2 separate regions of the Xenopus laevis genome follow, and region 2 is linked to region 1. The links are chromatin contacts, called in public Hi-C maps. All regions are on one chromosome and are shown on one strand. The core of a region is the stretch at or near the end of the contact, and the rest is flanking DNA. Distances in the headings are between cores, read along the strand shown. Region 1 overlaps insr.L (insulin receptor L homeolog). Region 2 holds the start of insr.L (insulin receptor L homeolog).

Evidence for each region. Hi-C and Micro-C count contacts between places; a contact is called where the count stands out from the background.
Region 2: a contact with region 1 is called in a Hi-C map of the XL177 cell line, with 2.2 times the contacts expected there. The contact joins the promoter of insr.L here to the enhancer-like site in region 1. A contact is called at or near these places in 2 of 4 Hi-C or Micro-C datasets (the XL177 cell line and the XTC cell line).

What each region holds. Positions count from the first base shown.
Region 1 is chr1L:121,547,754-121,552,822 of Xenopus_laevis_v10.1, reverse strand. insr.L (insulin receptor L homeolog) reads left to right here. Exons shown (of 21, transcript NM_001088233.1): 3 at 3,682-4,003; 4 at 4,958-5,069. Among protein-coding and RNA genes, the nearest start is that of LOC108696815, 33 kb to the right of the region's middle. Within about 2 kb of position 2,437, at least 1 of the 7 cell types and tissues checked has an H3K27ac peak or open chromatin away from gene starts, as enhancers often do.
Region 2 is chr1L:121,592,505-121,597,573 of Xenopus_laevis_v10.1, reverse strand. It overlaps insr.L (insulin receptor L homeolog), which reads left to right and starts at 2,497. Exons shown (of 21, transcript NM_001088233.1): 1 at 2,497-2,813. The coding sequence starts at 2,684.

The sequences.
Region 1 (5,069 bases), core at 1,188-3,687:
AAAGTCATGGTCAGGGTATGGACTTCTTCTTGAGAAATGAGTATCCTAGGAGCTCTGGCTGGAGGACTAGTATGGCAGCCCTGTGTAAAAACACAAGCACAGAGTCGTTTTGTTAAATAATTGTAATTATTGGGGATGCACCGAATCCAGGATTCGGTTCGGGATTCTGCCTTTTCAGCTGTATTTGGATTCAGCCTTTTTCAGCTGTATTCAGATTCGGCCGAATCCTTCTGCCCGGCTGAACGGAATCCTAATTTGCATATGCAAATTAGTTGGGGGGGAATCGCAGGACTTTTTGTCACAAAACAAGGAAGTAAAAAAATGTTTTTCCCTTCCCACCCCCAATTTGCATATGCAAATTAGGATTCCGTTCGGTATTCGGCCGAATCCAAAATAGTGGATTCGGTGCATCCTTAGTAATATATATAATGATTCCATTATATATTCTGCCTGTTGTACTCTCCAGTATATTCATAATACAATCCATTCTATATTACAATATGATAGAGACCTGCAGGTTGGCCTCACAAAAACTCACTTGGTTGCATTTAAAAAGGTATACAAACACAATATTTGCATTTGATGAGCTCAACATGCATTTTTAGGAGCCAGTGTGTAAGAGCCCTTAAGGGTATTTATGTACCAGTTGACACATAACAGGAAGCATATAAGTAAAAGAATGTCAAAAATCAGACCATGCAATAATGGACATACAACGCTCTGTGAAGGCACTGGAAGCATTAACAGATGCTGCCTGTGAATATTACTGTTCTACCCTGTCTCATAAATTCATCAAAATATTTTGTTTCTGTATATTTATTAAATACCTCCTTATTTTTGTGTTTCTATAAGGGCTCCATTTTGACGCTTCAGACGCTCCTGCCTTTGGTATGCAGCATGGCTGGAATTACCAGCCTGTCTAAAGGCCCTGGATTGGGTTACTGGGAAAAAAAGGGGTTTTACTATTTATTCTTTGTAATCTTTTGAAGAAATAACTGCTTTAAGCTGCGGCAAAAAATGTTCAGTTATTGAGTATACTGTGAGGTCTGGGTAACTTTTAAATGTTTATCACTGCAACCTACATTTGCAGGTTTTGGCATATTTTATGGTGGTAGCAGGATTTGGGGGAGATCTCTGTCCTGTGAATCCCAGGTGTTTCTTATTTATAAGAGGATTTGTGGCTGCCAGAGCACTGTGGTAGTTGTAGTTAGATGCAGACATGTATGTATTTACCACACAGGTCACAGTGACCCAAGCCTAGGGGAACAGTCTTTAAAAATAATTTATACATTTATAATACACAAAAGCCATGAATATCCTGTAAATTATATCCTTATAAACAGTGAGTTCTGATGTCATCAGTTATAAACGGTGAGTTCTGATGTCATTTCTGTCACATGACTCACTGAAACTTGTGTATTATAATAAATAAAGTACCCCCTGTTGTAAAATATGAGGATATTATAAGTTACCTCGGAGTTCCATGACCTGTATAAAAACACTCGGCCTACGGCCTCGTGTTTTTATATGGTCATGAAACTCCTTGGTAACTTATAATATCCTTATATTTTACAACAGGGGGTACTTTATTCACTATATATTTCCTGCAGATTTTATTATAATTTAATCATCATGTAAGGTTCCAGATTCAGGTTAGGGTTAGAATAAGGAGGTTTGTAGTAGCTAAGTAATGTAGATAGTAAATTTTTTTTCTAGGAACATATCAAAATGACGAAGTACGTTTGCTCAAACTTCCATAATGAAATTTCTACCTAGACTTATCCAGGGGGTCATTACAATTTTTTATTGGAGTCTGACCATAGAGATATTGTCAAATAATTTGGTCTGCTCTAAGGACAGCTGATCTATGACTAAGATGTCATTTTGCAGCATTGTCTCTATTACACGTAGAATTTTCATTCAGATGGTGGCATGAAGAGGATGCTGGGATGTGTAGTTCATAGGCTCACAGCAGCTGGAGCTCTGGGAGGTGTTGCTACTTTCTCAGTCAGTTCCAAAACAGCTTTAATCCTTGTTCCTCAATCTAAGTAAACAGGACAGGCAGTAAAGCAGCACATCCGCTTATGATGAGAGAGTGTGCCTCACCATGTATGTGATATCGGTAGTCACTTTGCCTTTCCTAGGAATCCTTTTAGGCAGCTCCGCGGGCTGAACTGCATGTCACTTTGTGCAAATATTTGTTGCTATGTGTGTGTGTTCCGCAGCAGTAGCAAGATTAATCCCTCCCTGTGTGAGTCATTTAATTTAAAAGTGTTTAGTGCTATGTTGAATGGATGTTTACCTTCATTGGATGAGCTGATTCTATCTAAACCTTGCGCTGGCATTAAAGGGGTTAATCGCGTAGTTTCTTTTCTGTACATCCAGTATTTGGTGGAGGGGGAGCAGCTGAGGAGAGCTGGGATGAGGGAGGGAGGAGGGCAGATCCCAGGTTGGTCTGTTTCCAGCTGCCATGGGATTGGCTAAGGGTGAGGGCGGCGCTTGGGCAACAGCAAAGTTCTGGATTGGAATAAGCCTGGAGCTGGAAGATAATAGTATGTGGTTTTGTAATCATTGCGTATTTGTGTGTGTGTGTATATATATATATATATATCTATCTATATCTATATCTATATCCGTGTGTGTTTTGTGGAGCGTGTGTGTGTTTGTGCCTGCAAGTAGCTGCCAGATAGCAATACCTATATATCTCTTCAGCATCTCTACCTGCCTTGATAAATATAAAGAATAACCGCTGTTCCTACTAAAGCTGCACCTGTGATACATTGGAAACCCGTTACTAACATTTCCTTCAGTGAGCTCAGTGAGGCAAGCTGCCTTCTCACCCCATGTATGCCATTTGCAGAATGACAGGTTCTGAGTTCACCCAAATCAGGATTTCTCATTTAAAAAACCCACTGTTTTTTTGTTTTACCAGATATTTCATCATTGCAGATTTGTTTTAATAACCGTTAACATCCTAGTACTGTTCAGAATTACTGTAGGGGCCATTGGTTCAAGAATATTGCATTAAGCACACACATCAACAACTGAGATTGAATGTATATTTTTTACAGAGGTTGGAAAGAGTATACTCTGGTCCAGTACCCTGCATGTTGTTGAACTACAACTATCAGCATCCCTTGATAGCATGCAGCTATCAGTGTGCTGTGCGCAGTTGTACTACAGCATTTTGGCCGACTGTGGGTGATAACATAGAAATCTGCTATCCTACTATCACTGTGTTTTCTAATCTCTGTTACTCCCTGATTAAGGGTAACTGTAGGTTGCTCAGTCTTTGTACTAGACATCTTTTTTTCATATAGTGGCCCAGTTACCCTTATACACCCTTGTGTAAAGGTCTGTGGAAATTGTGGGGATCCTGGAACGAGTTTTTACCTTCAATGTCAACTTTCATTTGTGTATATAGTTGACAACATAATCAATAACACTTTTGTACTTTAGTAATGTGTGCATACAGACCAATTGCTTTGTCGCTTGCTAAGTAGCTAACAACAGTGTTGGCACGAGAGGCAGATCTGAAAAGGGACGACTACTGCTACTATCCATTCTATTGTGTAGGGAAAAACCAGCCATTGACTAGAAAAAAAATGACAATTTGTACAAACTGAAAGTACTGGTTCTATGTGCTCACTTTCTTACAAACTTTCTCTGTTCTGTGCACAGTGTGCCCTTCAGATTGCAAGGGGAGTGGTTGTTTGCCAGATGGACAGTGCTGCCACCCAGAGTGCCTAGGAAGCTGCCGCAAGCCTAATGATCCATCTGAGTGTACCGCCTGCCGGCATTTCCAGAATGAGGGTGTATGTGTCACTGCATGTCCCAAAGGGTCTTACCAGTTCCAGGGTTGGCGCTGCATTGACTTCAATACCTGTCAAGAATTGAACAGCAGGTGCCAAAATTCACGGGATAACTCCTGTCCTCCATACGTCATCCACAAGGGAGAGTGCATGCCAGATTGCCCATCAGGCTATATTGCCAACTCAACCACGTAAGTAGTGGCTTCTTTGTGCCAAGTGTCGATTACCATCATTAATATGCTTAGAGGTGCACAAGGTGTTCTAAATAGCTCCAATATTTTCTACTATTCTGAATTTTAATATTGTAGTTTAGTTTAGAGGGGGTCTTTTTCCATACAAGTGTACAGCATTATGTGAGCTTATAATACTAAGAAGTGTTGTTTTGGGAATGTTTAGATGGCTTTTTAAAGAATAATAATAATTATACCTATGGGTGTTAAATACTGTTATACCATGTATGTAAAAAATATATATAATAATAGAGTAGAACCCCAATTTTATGTTTCCTAAGGGACAGCGTCCAAATGGCATTAATTCCAGGAAAACAACAAATCTAGGGGGGAAATGGCACTTGTCTGTATGGGGAAAGAAACGTGTATATTCAGGGAAACCGAAAAATCAGGGTTCTACTGTATGTGTGTGTAAAATATATATATATATATATATATATATATATATATATATATATATATATATATATATATATATATATATATATATATATATATAATCTTTATAGGATAAATATACTGTGTATATACAGTACCAAGATGAACTCACACTCCAATTATTGTGCAATTTCTATCTTTTATTGTGCATCACAGTGGGACTTCTCTCTCTTTTTCTCTCTCTCTATATAAAATCTCTATAGGATAGTTATGATATGTGAACAGTTGTACTGGCCCTTGCCATTCCAATTGCCCTAAAGAAATTGTAAAATGAGAAAATGCAGCTCTATATCCTGCTGCCATGATTGTTATGCAAAAATCTCCTTGTACCTATGGAATAAACATCTGTGGCAGCTGAACTGCAGTTTAAGGTGCATTGAAAACTGAAATTTTAATGCAATAATTAAAACCCACCATAATATGTTATTTTTTGGAAGTATGATATTTCTAATTTCTTAATGTACCTTCTCTCTACAGCCGTACTTGTACACCATGCGCAGGACCTTGCCCCAAAGTTTGCACCATCTTCCAGAATGTCAAGACCATTGACTCTGTGACATCTGCTCAAGAATTAAGAGGGTGCACAGTA
Region 2 (5,069 bases), core at 1,248-3,747, 45 kb before region 1:
TATATATCTAGCTTTCACATAGAGCCGCACACCATTTTTTCTAGTGAATCAGATAATATTTATTTGCATAAGTCTGTGTTTCAACATTTCGGCCCTCCTTCGGTGCAGTGATAACTTGAGAAAGGCCCTAAAGAGGGCCGAAAGTTGGAAAACAGACTTACGCAAATAAATATCTGATTCACTAGAAAAAATGGTGTACGGCTCTATGTGAAAGCTATACATAATATTTGAACCAGCACCCACATCTAAGAAATCCGGATCTGAGTATTAAAAAGTTAGTACATCACATGCCAAATGAACGCTATGTGATGTACTAACTTTTTAATACACACACACATATATATATATATATATATATATATATATATATATATATATATATATATATATATATATAGTGCACAAAAGAACCGCACACACAGGTCTTTGTAGTGAAGAAAATAGTTTGCTTTATTGCGACGTTTCGGCTCCTAAACTCGAGCCGTCATCAGGAAGCTCGAGTTTAGGAGCCGAAACGTCGCAATAAAGCAAACTATTTTCTTCACTACAAAGACCTGTGTGTGCGGTTCTTTTGTGCACTACAGATGATTGTTTCTAACCAGCACCCAGGCATTACCTTTGTGTAACGAGTGCACCAGCTTCGGACTGTATATATATATATATATATATATACACACATACAAAAATAGAAATGAATGAAGCAGCACTCTAATTAAAAAGTTAGTACATCACATGCCAAATGAACGCTATCCGATGTACTAACTTTTTAATACACTTTTTTGCATTATTCGAGTGCTGCTTCATTCATTTCTGTTTTTGTATATTATGTGTCTTGGGAAAGGTCCAAAGTGGGACCAAAATGTTGACAAATTTTTCTTTACTTTCACCCCATTATTAAGCCATGGAGTATGTCTGTTGCTGAGAAACATATACATATATATATTCTCAATCACTATAGACTAAGACATATATTCTAAAACACAGCACTATAGACTTGTAGACTAAAAAAACAGTAACAATGTCATGTGACCAGGTCTGGACTGAGAGTCAAAATAGGCCCTGGCATTTCAGGTAAACAAAGGCCCAATCAGCCCATAAAGAGGCCCAAACAGCCCCAACCAGCCCACTAAATACCGACTTTCTATGGCACCTTATAGCAGCATTTGCCAGAACAGACAGATTGCCAGTCCAGACCTGCATGTGACTTCCAAAGTACTTGCCCCCTTAAATGACTTGTTGGTCTGTGCTGTGGCTGTTTTGCTAATACAATTATATTTTAGCGCAGCAAAACAAATAAAACACATTAAATCACCTGTAAGCTCTTGGGTTTAGACCATCCCTATAGCTGTTTTGTCTGTGTTAGAATACATATACATATTTCTAAGCTGTGTTTTCCGTCAGCCAATGATCCTCTATGTATAAACTAACAATAATAACCTGTAAAACAACTTCAACTTCATCCACTTTTCACAAAGTATAAGCAATTTATTTAAAACACAAAAAAAAACAGTTAAGAATAAACTAACATGCCCCAGGCTTGTTTTGCTTCCAATTCACCCAGTTTTCTCCTAACTATGTCCTTGGGAATTGTTATGGTTGTGCTTTGAAGTGTTTGTGAATCAATCCAGTAGAAATAGGAGGAAGGGAATCCATTCTGTTAGCCGTGCTCCGGGCCAGGTTTTTACACAAGCCAGTTCTTCTCTCCCAGCTGACTAACAGCTCTTGTTTACTGGTTGGATACTGGCTGGGAAAGGGTGGGGGGAGAGACTTTGCAAAGAACTAGTAACATATATGTTCATGGTTATTTTTTAGCACTAATCTCTCGTTTGTTTTTACACACTTTTCCCCGTCTATAATTCCCTGGGCGGAGGGAAAACGGAAGAAGGAACACGGTGCCAGGATTCCAGATCAGGGAGCTACAGATCAACGAGATTCTTGCGGCAGTGTCTCGGGGGCTGAAGACACACGGAGCGATCAAGTGTTTGAGGATCATGCGCTGGGCCCCATAGAAGAATCCACACATGCACGACCCCAGCAGCACAGCTTGGCATTGTCCATATTGCGGATACAGCCCGAATTAATCATCAGGAAATATTCTCTTCTCACCCCCTCCTCCTCCTCCTTTTGCTTATTTTGGGGTGGAAACACAGTTTATGAGAACACAGGAAAGGAAAAAGATTTGTTTCCCTTTTTTTTTTTAAACCGATTTCCTTGGGAGAAAGTTTTTTTTTTTCCATAAATATTTTTTTACAGGATTTGAATATTTTTTTTTTTTTTTTTTTTAAAAAAAAGCTCAGTGGCGGCTTGGGGAAAAAACAAAACAATACAAGTATTTCTAAAGAGAATCCCCAGCTGACAAGAGAGGGGATTTCCAAAATAAGAATATCTGGAGGGATTCCAAACCTAATCACGTTGTATTTGGAGCGGAAATCTGTATTTACATATATGTAGATTCCTTTCTAGAAGCTGCTTTTATAAACCATGCTGCCTCAGTATCTGAGCTGTCACAATCACAGCATTAAATAAAGACCTTACTTAGGGACATTGTTTTTTGTTCTTAATTGGATTTTTAATTATTTTTTTTTTTACCTTTTGTCCTTGCCAATTTTAGTAAGCCAGACTCCCCCCCTATAGCTGCTGCTGGGGAAATACTACTACAAGGTGGGGGAGCTGAGCTATAGGCATGGGACAGGGTGTATTGAGGGGTGAGGGGCACCCCAATAATAACCCCAATAGCAAGGTGGGCTGGAAGTCACTTGTGGGAATAATCACCATTTTTATGCTTATTCTGTGCGACCAAAGCGACGGCAAAAGTGAGTATGATATTTGGTGTATAAATATTCCATGTGTAACCATACTAGGGAGCGGTATGGAGTTCTCTGCTTACACTTAAATAGCAACCTAGTGATGAGTTCTTTCTCTTAGTTACACACGTTATTCTATGGGAGTCCAACCTACTACAACTCCCAGAGCGCCCCTTGTCAAAAGGCGGGTCTGGTAGTTGTTTAATAACGCTTAGTGATCAGCATGTTTGATTTCCAGACTTCTGTGTAGAAATGTAGCCGCTTTTGCTTATAGTTTTTATTTGGTAGGGGTGTTGTTTGCATTTGACGTTTCAGGCCTCTGTGAGGGCAGACGCACACTGCTAAAATGGAGGCGGCCGGCTCGGTGCGGTGAGCTAGGCCTCTTCATTTGAGATTGTAAACATGTTGGGGGTGGGGTTGGGGCCTGCTACTGGGGCCACCGCCTACTTGGCCCTCTTGAGCAGCTGAAAATCGAATTAATAGTGACGTTAGATTCATATCATTCGACTCTATACTTTATGGGAAGCGTATATTGTGTTGTTTACACGTGAAGTGAATTTTACTACGTGGAACCGTTTAGTGTTGCCAGCTCATCCCTCCTCCTAATCCGGACATACGCACAGAGACAATCCACATGGCATTGAATGTGCGTGTGGCATATGCTTTCCACGCAATGGTGTGTGTGTGTGTACCTGCAGATTGAAACCCTTCATCATAGGGATTGTATGTGTGTCAGGGCTTGGTAGCAGGAGCCATGCACACTGACAACCTTACTAAGGAGAACGTGTACTAGGAATAATGCCATGAGTAGGGTTGCACTTCAGAAACTGGTTGTGCAACTGGTTATGGTGAAAATATTGAAATGCCGACAGAAAATGTACTGGATGGAAGGGCAAATTTTGGTCTCCTTCTCTGCGTAAAAGACACAGATGGGAGGTTGTTGGTATTCTACAAAAAACAGAAGGTTTCACAGCTGGAGATTGGAATTGGTTCTGTGTCAATTGAGGGAAATGATACCTTTTTTAAATATATTGTACTCCAATATAGTCAGTACAACTGAACAGTGACAGCCCGAGCTAGGGTTGCCACCTTTTCTGGGAAACAATGCCGGCATTCCTATATATTTATCATCTTTCCCTATTAATAACATAGGGATCAGCCATCATTTTTACCGACCAGGCCGGTAAGATACCGGCCAGATGGCAACCTAGGAGACCCCACACGTTGCTCCACTAACGTCTGCCAATGTATGTTTGTAGAGTTTTCAGAGACAAAATCACTTATGTGAGCACTTCCTTTGGCTAGAGAGCAAGCGTTAATGCTGGGTAAATTATAATGTCTGTTCAGAAATGGCGAGTACAGTCTACTGTTGCTCCCTTTTACTGCATATCCTATTTGAGGCAGCTGCAAAGTGTTCCTGGCAATCGTTTTTCAGATGTTGGCAGCTATGTATGGTGTGAGCCATATGTCTTCCTTTATTACAAGGTTATGATGTATCCGGAAAGTGCTCACTCGGTTTGCTCTTTTTATGCCGTAAGTGTGGGTAGGTCAAATACTAGCAGACTGATAACCATGATTCCCCTGGCTCTAAAATTATTAGGTTATTCAATATATGTTTATATCATGTTGCTCTGAGCAACATGGGCTGCAAAAAAAGCTTTTCTCTCTCCCAAAGTAGCCACGCTGGCTTTATATAAAATTGGCTACCTTACTACATAAACTTTTGTGTTCCACTGCTGGAATTAGTGTAACGTTTCGGTTGTACTGCAAATGATTACATAATATAAAATATGTTTCATAGCTGATCATAACATTGTTACACGTGGCAGCAACTCATGAGCTGTTACAACACAGCTGGTTACTTGGTGTTTTACATCATGTCGGTTTCTGCACTAAATTCATCTTTTTGCAATTTACATTGTGTTCTGCAGCAATAAACTGCATTCTTACAACTAATATAAAAAGTCATTGGTACAAAAAAAGCTCCTGTAATGCCTTATTTATTATTTTAATTTGAAACTAAATACCTAGCATTCCAGTGAATTGAAAAAGTGTTATTTTAGATTAATAATAGCATCAACAACCTGTGTAACTGCCATGAATGTCCTGAAATCTGAACATAGAGCTGGCTGTTCAAATTTGATACAGTGATTTCCCTTTATTCACCTAGTTCCTATTGACTTCTATTACTAAACCCATAAATATCTCATTTTGCTCTTTTAATGCCTCTCTATAAATTATGCTGCTCAATATGCCTCTCTATAA